Linked DNA regions of Mus musculus: regions 2 and 3 are each linked to region 1. A link is a contact called in public HiCAR-type and promoter capture Hi-C data. All regions are on one chromosome and are shown on one strand. The core of a region is the stretch at or near the end of the contact, and the rest is flanking DNA. Distances in the headings are between cores, read along the strand shown.

Region 1 (4,561 bases), core at 535-3,034:
AACTCTGATTTCAGCATTATCTTTCTCTGCTTTCAGCTTGAGCTCAACATTTGAGAAGGCAATTGTGGGATTCTCATAATTCTTGGGCTGCATTTCAAACCCAGACTACGAGAACGTGTTCTTGAACGCGACACTAGGCACCAACTGAGACTCCTCTAGGGCTCCACCCTGCACCTTCTTGGTGTCAGTCATTTTAAGCTACAACAACTCATTGAGCATCATCACAGCATCAGCCACCACCTTGGCAAAGAAGGCCTTCTGCTGGGAGATCAGCTTGGAGCTCAGGGCTTGGAGCTCAGGGCTGTCACTGCACACTTCCCTAGCATCTTCCTCTCTTCTACTTTATCTTGCTTCTTTATAGTCACAGCTATCTCTTTGATTTTGGGTGGCTGTGCAGAAAGCTCAGATGATGATCTGAGGGCATAACCCTTCCTTCACACAGGACTTCACCTGCTTCAGAAACTCCTCAGCCAGCAGGATCACCACGGTGGTGCCATCACTAGTGTCAGTGTCTTCGGATCCGGCAATGTCCACTAAAGTCTTTGCTGCAGGATGTCCACCATCGAGGAGTTTCAGAAGTAGAAATTGTTGTTTTGCCTTGGCCATCCACAATAAGTTGCCATGAGGACCCAGGGTGGTCTTATAGCCCCAGCAATCACTTGGCAAACACAGACAATGTTACTCACGAGCTGTTACTCATGAGTTGAGGAATGCCTTGAGAGCTATCAGTCCCCTCTTTCAACAGGATAACATGGTGGGCATCATCTTGGAAGCGGCATCCGGTACCCATAACTCATCTGTTCTCCACTTCAGGGTCGCCCACTCCAAGTGTTTTCTTTGGGCTGGAGACAGAAAAAAAGGAAGTACTTTGTATACTTTGCAATGCCTTGATTTTGACTGTTTCTGCATGCTGCTTTCCAGGCAGCCTCTTAGCAATTATTTCACCTTGTAAATCAGCCTTGGCCCATTAGTGCCTAAGGCAGAAAGCCAACAGATAGCAAGCAAAGCAAGCATGTGAACAGCAGTGGAACCCTTAGATATACTAACTATGCTTTTTTTTTTTTTAACAATCTGATTTTCTGCTTATCTATCTCATGACCTTGTGAAAGTGGGGAGAAATACGAATTATATATCTCTGTGTCTTCAAGGTTACAGATCAAGATACAGCAAATCAAGGCTGTGTTAAAGGCAATAGCATGATTCCGTGAATAAAATTTGTCTTTACACCATTTCTAACTTGCTCTTGGAATACTAGTGATGGCTTACTGGAGAATTTTGAATTCAGATTCCTCATTTTGTATAGGAGGAAATGAAGGCTAGAAGACAAAGTGTGTTAGAATCAATAATATGGAGGCTAAAGAGATGGGTCAGTGGGTATCCTGTTCGTCTTTCAAAAATACAAGGTGGAGAAAGATTGAGGAAGACACCGGATATCAACCTTTGGCCTTCATTTGTACCTGTGCATATGGGGTGCAAACTTAGACCTCCCCCCTCAGTAAATCCTAACTTCCGATTTGACAAAACTTCCTACAGGCAAAGAAAAAAAAAAAAGAAAAGAAAAACAGGGGGTGAGGTGGGAAGGACCACAACTCCCAGAATGCAGTGCTTCCTAGCCTTCCTGTTGCTCAATTTCCAGGGGGTGGGTTTTGAGCGTCCTCTCTGTACCATTGGTCAGACTTCCTATTAGGGCGGAGAAAGTGACCATTTCTCTCCAATCCAGGCACGGAATGAAAGGCTATTGAAGTGGTTAGCCAATCATAACGCGTCTCTGCTCCATGCTTCCTCCACCATAAACTTCCGTGGCGGGAAAACTTGGGAAGTTTTGGCGCCAAGGCGGTGTCACGCGTTTCCGGACTGTTTGGTGGCCGGCGATTTCGGAGCTGCGACATGGCGGGCACAGTAGTGCTGGATGATGTGGAGCTGCGGGAAGCGCAGAGAGACTACTTGGACTTCCTGGATGACGAGGTGAGGCTCGGGCCGCGAGCCCGGTGCTGGGGTCCCGCGGGTGACCGGGCACGGCTGAGGGGGTTCCCGCGGGTGACCGGGCACGGCTGATGGGGTTCCCGCGGGTGACCGGGCACGGCTGATGTGGTCCCCGCGGGTGACTGGGCACGGTGCTGGGGTCCCGCGGGTGACCGGGCACGGCTGAGGGGGTTCCCGCGGGTGACCGGGCACGGTGCTGGGGACCCCGCGGAGGACCAGGGCCGCTGATAACTTCTTTTCTCTGCAACTTCCTGTTATCTTTTTTTCTCTCCTAAAGATGTACCTCCAGATTTTAAAAGTTACATTCTTTTCATGTATTAGTTTCGTTATGAAATTTCATAAACACATAATGTATTTTGGTCATATTTCTTTCTTATCACTCCCTCTTATAATTACTGCTACTGATCCCCATAGCCTACTTGACATGGTACCCAGGCCTTGTGCTTGCCGTCTTCCTCTGAGCAGCCTATTTTTCTTGAAACCTCTTACATTAGGATATGTTAACTATACATACGGGTTACATTATGAAACTTCATAAGCACATAATGTATTTTGATCATTTTCATTTTCTCATTATCTCCTCTTGTCATTTTCTTGCTCCTGTATATCTTCATGAGTTACTAGGGTTTTCTCCAAAGTAATTTAGTTTGTCTCTAAATTCATGTGTTCCCCCCAAACCCCACACAACTTGCAAGGAGACTGGTCAGGTGTAAACAGGCTCTTCTTTGGAAAAGCTAATGTAACTGGCTCAGAGCCCTCAGATTTAATGACTGGCCTGATGCTGGTGAGGGTAGGAGCGAGACTAACAATTTATGACAGCTCTCTTTTTAGTGAATCAAGTGTTTTGTATGCAGGTAAAATGGGTTTAAGTGTAATCCAAAATTTAAAGCTATAGGATGTTGATGAGCCCTGGAAGTTTGTTGATCAATGAAAAGCAATTTAAATTTGAATTTTAAGAGTATTTAAATTACATTTCAAATATACATCATGATTTTGAAATATGTCTACAGTCAGGTGTGCTAACATCCAGATTTTAAAGTTAAATTTTCATATTGCAAGTTTTTTTGTTTGTTTTTACTAAGTCTTTAAGACTTAGGCCATTCTAATTCCCAATTAAAATGTAAGCATATAGGAGAACTGTTAATGATCATGATAGTATGTGATAGGGCATGCTGGACAGGAGGAAAGGGTTGTCTGCAGCTGTCTACTTCCTGGGCACCGTTGAGACATATATCAACATGCTGGCATCCTCATGTGTAAGTGACATAGTGGCTAGTGTCATCTTTGCTGGTGTAGGCTTTAAGTAGCTCCCAAGTCCCTGCTTAGGACTTTTGAATACCTTTATGCTGACCTCCCATGGTATAAATAGAACCCTCCCCCACCCCCACGATCAGTAACCCCTTTATAAATTGAATGCTCAGTGGTCCTTAATGCTCTATTGATAGAGACAGCAGGTGTGTTCTCCTTGTCCAGAAAGGCATACACCTGTTTTATAATGTAGGAAAGAACATTTTTCCGCTGAAAGACAGAAGTACGTTACACCAGAGGGCAAGAACACAGAACTGACCACCCAGCCTTTATGTAATATGTCCTTAAGTACCCCCAAGTTCTTGATGCAGTTGTAGACCCCACTGCTGAGCTTGCCTGCCTTCTGACCTTCTAATATTACTGGAATCCCTTAGATTCAGGACAGGCTTACTCTCACTCGACGATACCCCTTTCTACCAGTGTTTACAGCTTGTCACTGTGTACCCATCTGCTTGCTTGTTCTTTTGGCTGTTGCTCTTGAAGGAATCTTACTCTGTAGCCTAGCTTTGGACTCAGAGGTGATCCTCCTGCCTCCGATGCCTGAGTGCTGGAATTGTAGTTTAGCTCCATGCTCTACCTGAATTCAATTTTTCCTCTTTGTATCTCCTAGGCAGCTTTAGAGATCCAAGCTTGCTATGAATAAAACCAAGACCCTGTAGAAAGGGGACCCTCAGTTTCTTAGGTGACATTGACTTTATGATTCTTAGAGTCTCTTAATAGATTGTAGGTGAGGTCTGAGGCCAGCGGGTGAAAGGGGGAGACTGAAAAACAGACTTTGCGTTCATCTGGGCCCAGAGGTTTTGTTTCCAGGGTTGCTTCTGGTCTGAAACACATTTGACTTGTGTCCTAATTTAATATGTCAAATCACTTGTTCAATATGTCTTATTGGCGCTTCGCAGGAGGACCAAGGCATTTACCAGAACAAGGTTCGGGAACTGATCAGTGACAATCAGTATCGGCTGATTGTCAGCGTGAATGACCTGCGCAGGAAGAATGAAAAGAGGGCTAACCGGTGAGCCGTGACAGGGTTTCCCGGGGGCCCGCTGCTTTGGAGGGAGAGAGGAAGGCATCCTGTTTAGATTGGGAAGACCTAGAGTGCATGGGCTTCACCTACATACAGGCTGTCGTTGTCGTCTCCCAGAGAAGAGGTGGTCTCAGGTACTCCCATCTTCCAGTGTTGTGTTGAGCATCCTTTTTTACATGTTTGATGAATTGAGAATAACTTCAGTCTTACACAGTGGTAGCACAAAGTAGACATGGATTTCCTTTC
Region 2 (4,561 bases), core at 1,362-3,861, 1.6 Mb after region 1:
TTTGTTTTGTTTTAGTTTTTTTGTTTGTTTGTTTTTGTTTTCGAAGAACGTAGGAGAGATGGGGACTTTTGGAACACAATGCAGCCTTTTTCTCTTTAGTGCTTACAGACTGAAAATTTTAAAACCCAGATTTAAAAATCTATGTGATTGGTCTTCAAGCACACTAAACGTATCCTTTCCAGGCAAAGCCAGGGGCAACAGAAAAATCTTTTGGGATGTATCAGGAACCCGTCCAACTGGCCTGACTGCCATTTCTGTTAAACTTCAACCGTAGTCCAGACTGAAATAGGCTCCTTCTACCACGTTGGGTGCCGGTTCGCGGGGCTTTCCAGATGAAAATTTGGGCAGCCAGGAGCAAGTCACTCTCTCTCCTCTCCACCCCCCACCCCAAGCCTACTCTCCTCTCCTCTTTCTCCTACCCCCCTTCCGGCCCTTCTCTCACCTTCCCTCCTATTTTTTCCCTCTCCCCCTTTCCTTTTTTCCTCTCCCTCCCCATTTCTCTTCTCCCTTCCCACTTTTACTCTTCTCCACTCCCTTCCCCGCCTAGCCCTCCCTCATTTTCCACTTAGCCCTTTATGTTATTCATAACCAAAGAACTAGCACCACACTGATTAGGATAATTCCTCTATGTATATACCCAGAGCTATTTCCACCGCGGCTCTAGCTCCGCCAGTGCTATGTTTACTATGGGCGACGTTCTCTTTAGGATAGTTCAACGCCCTGGAGTTGAACATAATCCCGCCTGTTAGGAATAAAAGGACGCTGAATCCCACCAGGCGGGGAGGCGCGGTTCCTCAGTACACTACCACAAAGAGGAAGGCGAAACCTGAGGTCACCCGAGAAAGAAGAACTCTCTCTCTCTCTCTCTCTCTCTCTCTCTCTCTCTCTCTCTCTCTCTCTCTCTCTCTCCCTCCTCTTTCCTGTCTCTCATTTTCTTCTTGACTTCCTTTTCTTCTACCTTTCTCACTTTCTCATTTACCTCTAAATGAGGTCGTAAGAATGGCAGATCTGGGGGACCCTGGCCACTGGCTCTAGCCGCTCTACCCAGAAAACCTGAGGAGTCGCGGCCACACACCGGACCCAGTTAAGAGCGGTAGGGACAGAGCTAGCGCCTGCCTCCGGACTCTTCTTAGCTGAGCAAGGCTAACACCGCGGTGCTGTCCCAACACCTACAAGGCTCACGGTTCAGATTTCTTTCAGAACCGGTTACTGAGTCTGGGTTGTCCACCTCTGCCCGGTGGCCCAGCCTCGTGCTGCTGTGCTGCTGCGGGTAGCTTTCCAACTTTTCTTCCCCCGCCTCTGCTTCCCTCTTCGCTAAACCCCTTTCGCTTTTTTTTTTTTTTTTTTTTTTTAATCCCGATCCTCAGATATCTTGGAGCTTCGGAGTCTGCCTTCCCTCTCTCGACGTCCCCTTGAGCCTTACTTTCCTTTCCTCTTGAGCTCAGCTCCCCAGCTCCCGGGTTGTGGCGCGGGATCCCTCATCTGTCCCCAGCCGGGCCGCTTCCCCTCGCCCGCCAGCTGGAAGGGCAGCCGGACAGCCTCGCTCGACGCGGACTCCGGAAGCTCTCGGTGGCGTCCGACAAGGCGGAGGGAAAAGCACGGGAGGGATGCGCTTGCCTGGGGACCGGTAGCGGGTAGCACGAAGTGTGGGCAGGCTTCGTTAAAAATGCCCACACGCTGGCGGCTGCCATCTCTGCTTGGAACCACTGACCCGCAAAGAATCAAAATACGACAAAACAAAAATAACAAACCGCGCTCTCTCCCATACGGTACTGGATTTGTTCATACATCCCTCCTTTCCCCTCGCTCTCCCTAGATATCTACCCTCTACCTGCGTACGTTGGTTACCGATTTAAAAAAAAATATTAAAAGTTTAAAAAGCAAAAATTAAAGTCCCAGTCGGCGTGAGGCTTAAAAACCCGATTCTGTCCCGTACTCAAAATGAGGAGAGACTGTTTTTCCCTCACTGTTTGCCTGAATTCCTGGCTCCACGTTACCTACCAGAGTCTACAAGGGGAAGGAGAGAGCCGGAGAGAAAGAAAAACAAAAAGGAAAAGAAAATAGCTCCTAAATTAAACTTCTCACATTCCAACCTTAAAAGTTCCCTTTCTGGAGAGCAAAGTCTCCCAGAGCCAGCCTTAGAAAACTTAAAGAAACCTCAGAAACCCGATCAGAAATCTACGAGTAAATAGCTTAAAATATATCAGCTGGGGTGTCAAAGAAGCTCCAGTTTTCTATCTCCAAAGCTCTAAAATGCATCTGGGGTGTCCGCTCACCTCATAGATGTCTTCGTACTTGACATTCTCCACGAGTTTCCAGAGCATGATCGCAGCCTGGTCTCTAGGAGGTGAGTGCATTCATGTGAGGAGCAGATGTCTGGTTTCTCAGGACTCCGCTGTCTGTAATGATCCATCTATAATTGGAAATGGGGGATACACACCAAATCCGACGCTCCTCTCCCATCGCAACTTATATCTGTTGTCTCAAACAATAGGCTGGAGAAGTAAGCCTCAGCAGACAGAAAAACATTATTGCACACAGGACTTAGATACAACGCGCACGCATACACACACACACACACACACACACACACACACACACACACATGCGCGCGCGCGCGCGCACACACACACACACGCACATGCACACATATATATTATAAAAAATCATAAACATGAATTTACACGCAGATAGTCACATTAGTTACATAAACACCTCTGGGTCACAGAATCCACAGACTAACCGTGCATTTAAAGGGAATATAGTGGTTCAAAACGAGAAATATAAATAGATACATTAAAAATCTGTTTTGAAAATGGCGAATCAATGCAGCCACTAACTAAAGTGTTTTAATAATTGACAATGAGAAACCACGCACATCAGTCCCCAAATTTTCTACATAGTTTTTTTTTTTTTTCTTTTAGGAGAACCATTACTGAGATTTTAAAGACAGTTTTCCTATTCTTGTATATTTAGGGGAGCATTAAAAAAACACCACTAGATTTTTGACTTTGAGTTATATTTCTCTATTGATGCAACCTTATAAAAGTATCATTGTGGAACAAGAATAACACCACTATTTACCACAATGGTTTCTGATATTTTGCTCATTGTGTCTAACACATTTGGAAACTTGAATATCTTGTGGACCCTACAATCTATATTGCTTGTTGCTTTAGGGATTGTTCTATATTTTTAGTGGTTCCTTGGTGTCTTTCTGTTTGCCTGGAGTCTCCATTTTATTAAGTTTTTTCTCTTCCTTTACATGTTGGAAACAACAAAGCACACAATGTTAATCTTGAGACCTTTAACAGGGGTATAGAACATTTTGTATTTGGGTTTATTGCCTGTAATTTGTGATTTTAATCTGATAGACTTGAGACAAGAACACCCAAATCTTTGAGAAGGTTTAAGCTTTGTACTGTTTAAGGAAACAGTGGGAAATGTTTTAAGATGTACAAGAGCAAATATTGTTTGGCCATTTTGCATTGGGGTAGATTTTCTTTTGAATATGTGCTTTTTGAAGTTTAGTTTTTTAAAAAATATTTTCAAAGCATAAATAACAACAAGTACAAAGTTTAACCACTAACCTACCCTCAAGTGGGCACCCTGTAAGGCACAGGATTTTCTTTTTTTTAATTTCATGAGGAATTCTATATTCACTAGCTCCCTCTCCTCCCCATCTTTCCACCCTTTCTGGGTTCTCGGAGGGTTCCCTGGAGTCAGTAGGGAGGCACTGAAGAAGATCTTGGCCCCTGGGGCAGAAAATAAATGACAGGAGGGAATGAGGAGGGTTGGGGTAATTTGGGGTGGAAGTTATTAAACCTGATGAGGGTGAATCTGTAAAGGGAGATTGTCTTTAAACTCCAGTGCATTCTAGAGCTCCGGCAGGGTCGGAGGCTCCGTGAGTAGGAGAAGGCTTCAGATAGACTAGGAGGAAGACAGCGGTTCCTAACAGCCAAGCTGAGGACTCCTACCTCGCAATGAACAGTCCTGTAGATCTATTATTGTTACTGTTATTATTATTAATTTACTGTAAGTCAAATGAAGGAAATGCAGGGTGCTTCAGGCAGAACTTGAGAAACACATCTTTTTCTCTATTCCCTGTTGGATTTCTTTTCTTCCTTTTCTTTTCCTCCTTCTTCTAACCCCTCCTTCCCTTCTCCCTCCCTCCCTCCCTTCTTTCCTTCTTTCTCTTTAGATCTTCTCCTTCTAGTCTTTCCTTCCTTCCCCCTTCCTTCTTCTTTCCTTCCCCTCTTCCCTCTACTAAAAAGAAAATATTCTTAAACTACACAGAACAAGGCTAGTCTTCCAGCGTCAGCAGATATGTCTCCCTTTCGCCACCAGAGATGGTTGGGAGACAGGAAATCGTTCCTCTTAATGTCGTTGTGTGGAAGGACTTAAAGTGGATTCCACACTCTTTCACTAAGTCATCCTCTACTTGATAATTTGAAAGATAGACGTTATAGATTTGGAAATTAAAATTCCCCAGGCACAAACTTATTAACAAGATAATTTACATCCCTCTTTTTTAAATCTTTAACTGCTAGGTTTTAATTGT
Region 3 (4,561 bases), core at 1,305-3,804, 1.4 Mb before region 1:
AGTAGAAAACAAATGTAGTGGGGCATTTCAGCCACAAGATGGCAGCAGCGCTTCATGCAGCTTGGATACCCTTCACAGTACCATTGCCATAAAAATCTCAAGAGCAATTACAGCAGAATGGACCAAACTTGAAAGTTTGAGGCCAAACCTCGGAAACTGTCTTTACCATTACATAAACACATCTGCTTTGGAACTTTAACTGTCTTAAAATTTCAAAAATGTCCACATCCTTATCATTCTTTCTCATTAAAGAATTACGTACGATGCCTTCTTTTGTAATACGGAGTTTTACTCTTAAAGCTTTCAAATTGCAGTAAGTTCGTGTGATTTTCCTTAATGAGTCTGGCCGGAGAATCACTTACTCAATACGGAGTTGGTTGATGCTCAGGATCACGTTACAAGCAACCCCTAAGTGCCCAGACCAGACAACAGAAGCTAGGCATCGGGAGCTCTGAGGCACACGGGAAAACATTCAAAGCCAGGCTGGGTTAAACATCTGGAAGCTTGAAGAGCCGGGGGGGGGGGGGGGGGGAAACATACAAAGCTAGACTATGTTAAACGTTGGGAAATTGTGAAGGCTCCTAGGTCTACCACAACAAATTACCACAAAGTGGGTGACATAAAATAACAAGAGTTGTGTGTAAGCCCCGAGAGGTCAGAAACACAAAGCCATGGTAACTCAGAGGGATTGAGTAGCCTTAGAATATAGGAAGAATCTTTTCATAACCTTCCTAGTTTCTGAAGCTCCAGGTGGCCTTTGGAAGGTGGCAGTCTCTGTCACCACATTCCTTTGCCCTTCTACCCTAGATCCCTGAGGCTGTCATTGGAGTTTGGGTGTGGCAAGACCTCTTCTAAGGATATTAACTATTACAAAGAGTTGCAAACACAGGTACATTCTCACGTTCCCGGCATGCCTGTGGTTCAGGTAAATGAGGTCATTTCCATTCAGGTTCAGGTGGAAGCCGATTCGCGTCTGGTATCTTCCCAGTCTCATTACCACGAGTAACTAAGTCAGTCTGGAGAGAAGCCAGACCATAGCCACTGAATCAGTAAAGTTCCATTAACTATGAATCTGGGAGCTTCCCATCAACAAATGAACAAAAACAAAAAAGCAAAAAGAAGCCAAGAAATAACAACAACAAGACCTTCAAAATGTCTCTGAAAACCTTTCTGTGAGTCCTTGAAACAACTTGCTAGATGCGTTTTAACAGCCACTGCAACAATTTATACTTTTTACAATAACAACAAAACGTTCAAGTTGGGTTTTTCTTTTTTAAAAATGTATTATTCATTTTAACATTACCTATATACATGCATGTCTGTGTTTGGTGACATGCACGTGAGTGCCCAAGAGGCCAGAAGAGGGCATGAGATACACCGGAGTTGGAATGACAAGTGATCATGAGCCATCTGATGTGGCACTTAAAGGTCCTCTATAAGACGCTAGTATCTCTCAACTCCTAAATTAATCTTTTTGTGACGGGTATAAACAACTGGTTGTGAAATCTCACTATTTTCTGATATTGAACAGAAAACACAGACAATAATACTGACTACCTTGCATGTCTCAAAGGAATACATGAAGCATTCTTGATTATACAAAACGGTATAAGAACGGGACCTGTGTTTCCCACTCTCATCCTAACAGCCCACAGAGGAACAGTATAGATGCAGACACAGAGCCAGAGCCCTTCCTTCCTCAAAGGCTGGTCTTCTAACCCAACCACTAGGAGCAGTGTGACTTGAGAGCTTGTTGGAGATGTGGAACCTCAGATTCCATCCAAAACTGAATCAAAGGCGTCTTATAATGTCATCCCTGGGGAGGTATCTGGACACTAATCTTGGGAGAACTCTGCCCTAAGTGATTTTGTTGGAACGTTTTAATTTTTGTACAGGGACTCTTCTTGTCTTCTCTGATATTGAGGGCTCTTTAGGGACTCCCTCCAAGATCATCAATTGAGGCAAGGAAAGAAAAGAGTGACTCAGATGATCTGAATGAAACCTGCAGTAGCAGCATCTGACATGGACACTAGTCATGTTTAGCTCAGGTGACAGCAAAGTCAATGGAGGAACCTACAGAGTGGGCGATCTCAAGTCCAGCCTTCGAGTTTGGTCTTTCTAGAGGCAACTGTAAAGATTGACTGCAAGGGAGTGCCAGGGATATCACTTAAGAAATATATAATAGGAGTAAAGGAAATGGGGACGAACATTAGGAAGACATAAAAGGAAGGGAGAAAGCAAAAGAAAGGAAGGGGCGAAGTCAGCACTCGGCTACAGAGTCCTTTGATTTCCCTCACACCTCGTTTCTGGTTCCTTTCCAGAACGTGTGACTAACTATAACGTTCATCTCCATAAGGTCCGACCCAGTCCTGCTTTGAACTGCCCAGATGAAAGGCGCACCACAAATACAGAATGATGGCATCCAGGTTGGCGTTTGAGCAAGAAAGTATCTCAGTGTGGTCTCCTATTATTTAAAAGCTGAGAGTTCCTGACAGAGCTGCTGGGCTTCACACAGTCTCACTGTGGGTTGGTGAGCTTTCTGGCAGGGCCATGGTTGCCAAGGAAACTGCATCAGGAATGAACGACTGGGACTGTGGATTCTTGGTTGATTGGTGAAGCTTAAAGCCTAATACCGCATGCAAGACACACTTTTAGTGACCAGAGCAAAGGCAAATGATCGTTACAAGAAGGGATCGCGACTCTCTTCTCCCTCAGATCTCATCTGGTTGTCAGTTCCTAGTCCAGAAAGTTGTTGCCTTCTCTGGATCAATAAATGGGGCTTATAAACCATGAGCAAGAACACGTGAGCCCCACAAGGAACCGTTGCCTTCCTTAGTTGGTCACAGAAGTCTTTCTAGTCTTCCTGCAAGCAAATGTGAAAGTGCAGTGAGTAGGTGATACTCAGAAGTTTCCTGCCCTCTGCTTGCTTTGTTCATTAAGGACCAGAAGAAAGGCTGCCTTGCCATCTTTTCCACTAGGGGAATGTATGTGGAAGATTCAAGAATCTTACTTTTTGTTGTTGTTGTTGTTGTTGTTGTTGTGGTTCACTGCACATCTGTAAACTTGTCTTGACTGCTCCTGGATGGAGTTCTTCCTCTCTGCTCCCTGGGATGGCACCCACGACTTTTATTATCACATTCTATTGTTATTATTTGGGGAATGCCTATTATTTTTGTTCACGCCTATTGTTTTTGCTGGCCAAATAATTTTCTTGACATCAAGGATTATGTTTATTTTAGCTTTTGAAAGTGGCCAGCACAGTGCTGGACAAGGAGCGTTTTCAATAATTATTTGAGTAATCTGTTCTCTTGAGATAAAGGCTGAGGGAATGAGGAAGACATAGCCTGAACTACCTCTAGGAAAGGACATTGTAATCGTCTCCTTGAAGACCTTGCCTAGTTGCAAGTCATTTATATAGTTAATGCACCAAGCTTTAATGTTGCCTCTACCCCTAGAAGACAGGTGGTGCTATTCACACGGAGAAAAAAACTCAACCCAAGAAAGGATAAGCAGGTCCAGGAGATGTCCAGACTGAGCCAGTCAGATTTCCCCACATAACTCTGTCAGTGTGTCAGTGTTCTAGAGACGTGTGATAGATGTTGTAGAGTCTTGTATAGAGTATTCTCAGGATAAGAAGGACACAGACCTCTCATGGTGATTAAACCATCCTTGATGAGAGGAAATGAAGTTAGATTCCACATTGGTTGGAATACAGTGGGACCCAGTAGTGTGTGTGCAAAAGGATGCCAACAGAATAGAATAGACAAGATATGCTAGGGGTGAAACAAGTTCCAATGTTGACAAGCACTGGAGGAATTTTCAAGTGGTTTAAAAACTTTATCTCTAACTCAGGTGAATTATATGATTTTCAAAAAACAATGTGATAATTAGACAATATATGCAGATGTGCTTAGCAAAATTCCCAATGTACGATAAGTGCTTAGGGCACTGTTATCACTTTTATTACCAATACCATTACCATTAAATATGGATGCTATTGTTGTAAAAATGGTAGTTTGGAAATTCTGTTTGATTCCCTTAGGGGATGGAGATCTAGTCAAGAGCTTACCCATACTAAACAAGTGCTCTTCCACTGAGATATATATGCCCAGTTCTGAGGAGTGTTTTAAGGAGCTTTTTAATTTTTAAAAGATATTTGTAACAGGGTCTTGCTGTGTAGTTCAAATGGTTTTCTCTTGCTACAATCCTCTGGTCCCAACTTTACAAGGACTGGGATTACAAGTATGAGCCACAATGCCTGGAAATAGCTTTTCGAATTTAAGCGTCCCTTAAATATTACTTCAAAATCTTTGCTTCTTTCTAATATTAGTGAACACAAAAATGGCGCCACTTGAGGAAAGAGAGTGGATTTTTATTTAGTCAGTTGATATTGTTATTTTAGGCAGTCAGTTACCCATTGTGAGGTTTTCACAAATCATTTGGGTGAAATCTTCTCCATGTTTTTAAAAGAAGATAGTAAGAGAAGAACTGAATTTCCGTAAAAACTAATTTGCAAAGTAAAATGTATGATCTCCCCACATCTTGTTAGTTAGCTAAAATG

The links. Promoter capture Hi-C pulls out the DNA fragments that hold promoters and counts their contacts. HiCAR-type assays count read pairs that join an accessible place to other places.
Region 2: a HiCAR-type map of astrocytes shows a contact between it and region 1, with 5 times the contacts expected there. The contact joins the promoter of Tfap2b here to the promoter of Mcm3 in region 1. A contact is called at or near these places in 5 of 39 promoter capture datasets (cranial neural crest, embryonic stem cells, hippocampal neurons and 2 more) and 1 of 115 datasets of contacts at active chromatin or transcription factors (astrocytes).
Region 3: a contact with region 1 is called in a promoter capture Hi-C map of hippocampal neurons, with 5 times the contacts expected there. The contact joins the enhancer-like site here to the promoter of Mcm3 in region 1. A contact is called at or near these places in 7 of 39 promoter capture datasets (the 3T3-L1 cell line, the C10 cell line, cranial neural crest and 3 more), 1 of 484 Hi-C or Micro-C datasets (cerebral cortex) and 1 of 115 datasets of contacts at active chromatin or transcription factors (astrocytes).

What each region holds. Positions count from the first base shown.
Region 1 is chr1:20,817,535-20,822,095 of GRCm38.p6, reverse strand. Mcm3 (minichromosome maintenance complex component 3) reads left to right here and starts at 1,784. Exons shown (of 17, transcript NM_008563.3): 1 at 1,784-1,965; 2 at 4,191-4,303. The coding sequence starts at 1,888. It also overlaps the pseudogene Gm20587.
Region 2 is chr1:19,206,964-19,211,524 of GRCm38.p6, reverse strand. Tfap2b (transcription factor AP-2 beta) reads right to left here and starts at 2,611. Exons shown (of 7, transcript NM_009334.3): 1 at 2,277-2,611. The coding sequence starts at 2,357.
Region 3 is chr1:22,264,649-22,269,209 of GRCm38.p6, reverse strand. No RefSeq gene overlaps it. Among named protein-coding and RNA genes, the nearest start is that of Kcnq5, 300 kb to the right of the region's middle. Within about 2 kb of position 2,554, at least 23 of the 459 cell types and tissues checked have an H3K27ac peak or open chromatin away from gene starts, as enhancers often do. A contact at or near this core is called in hippocampal neurons, where this site is marked.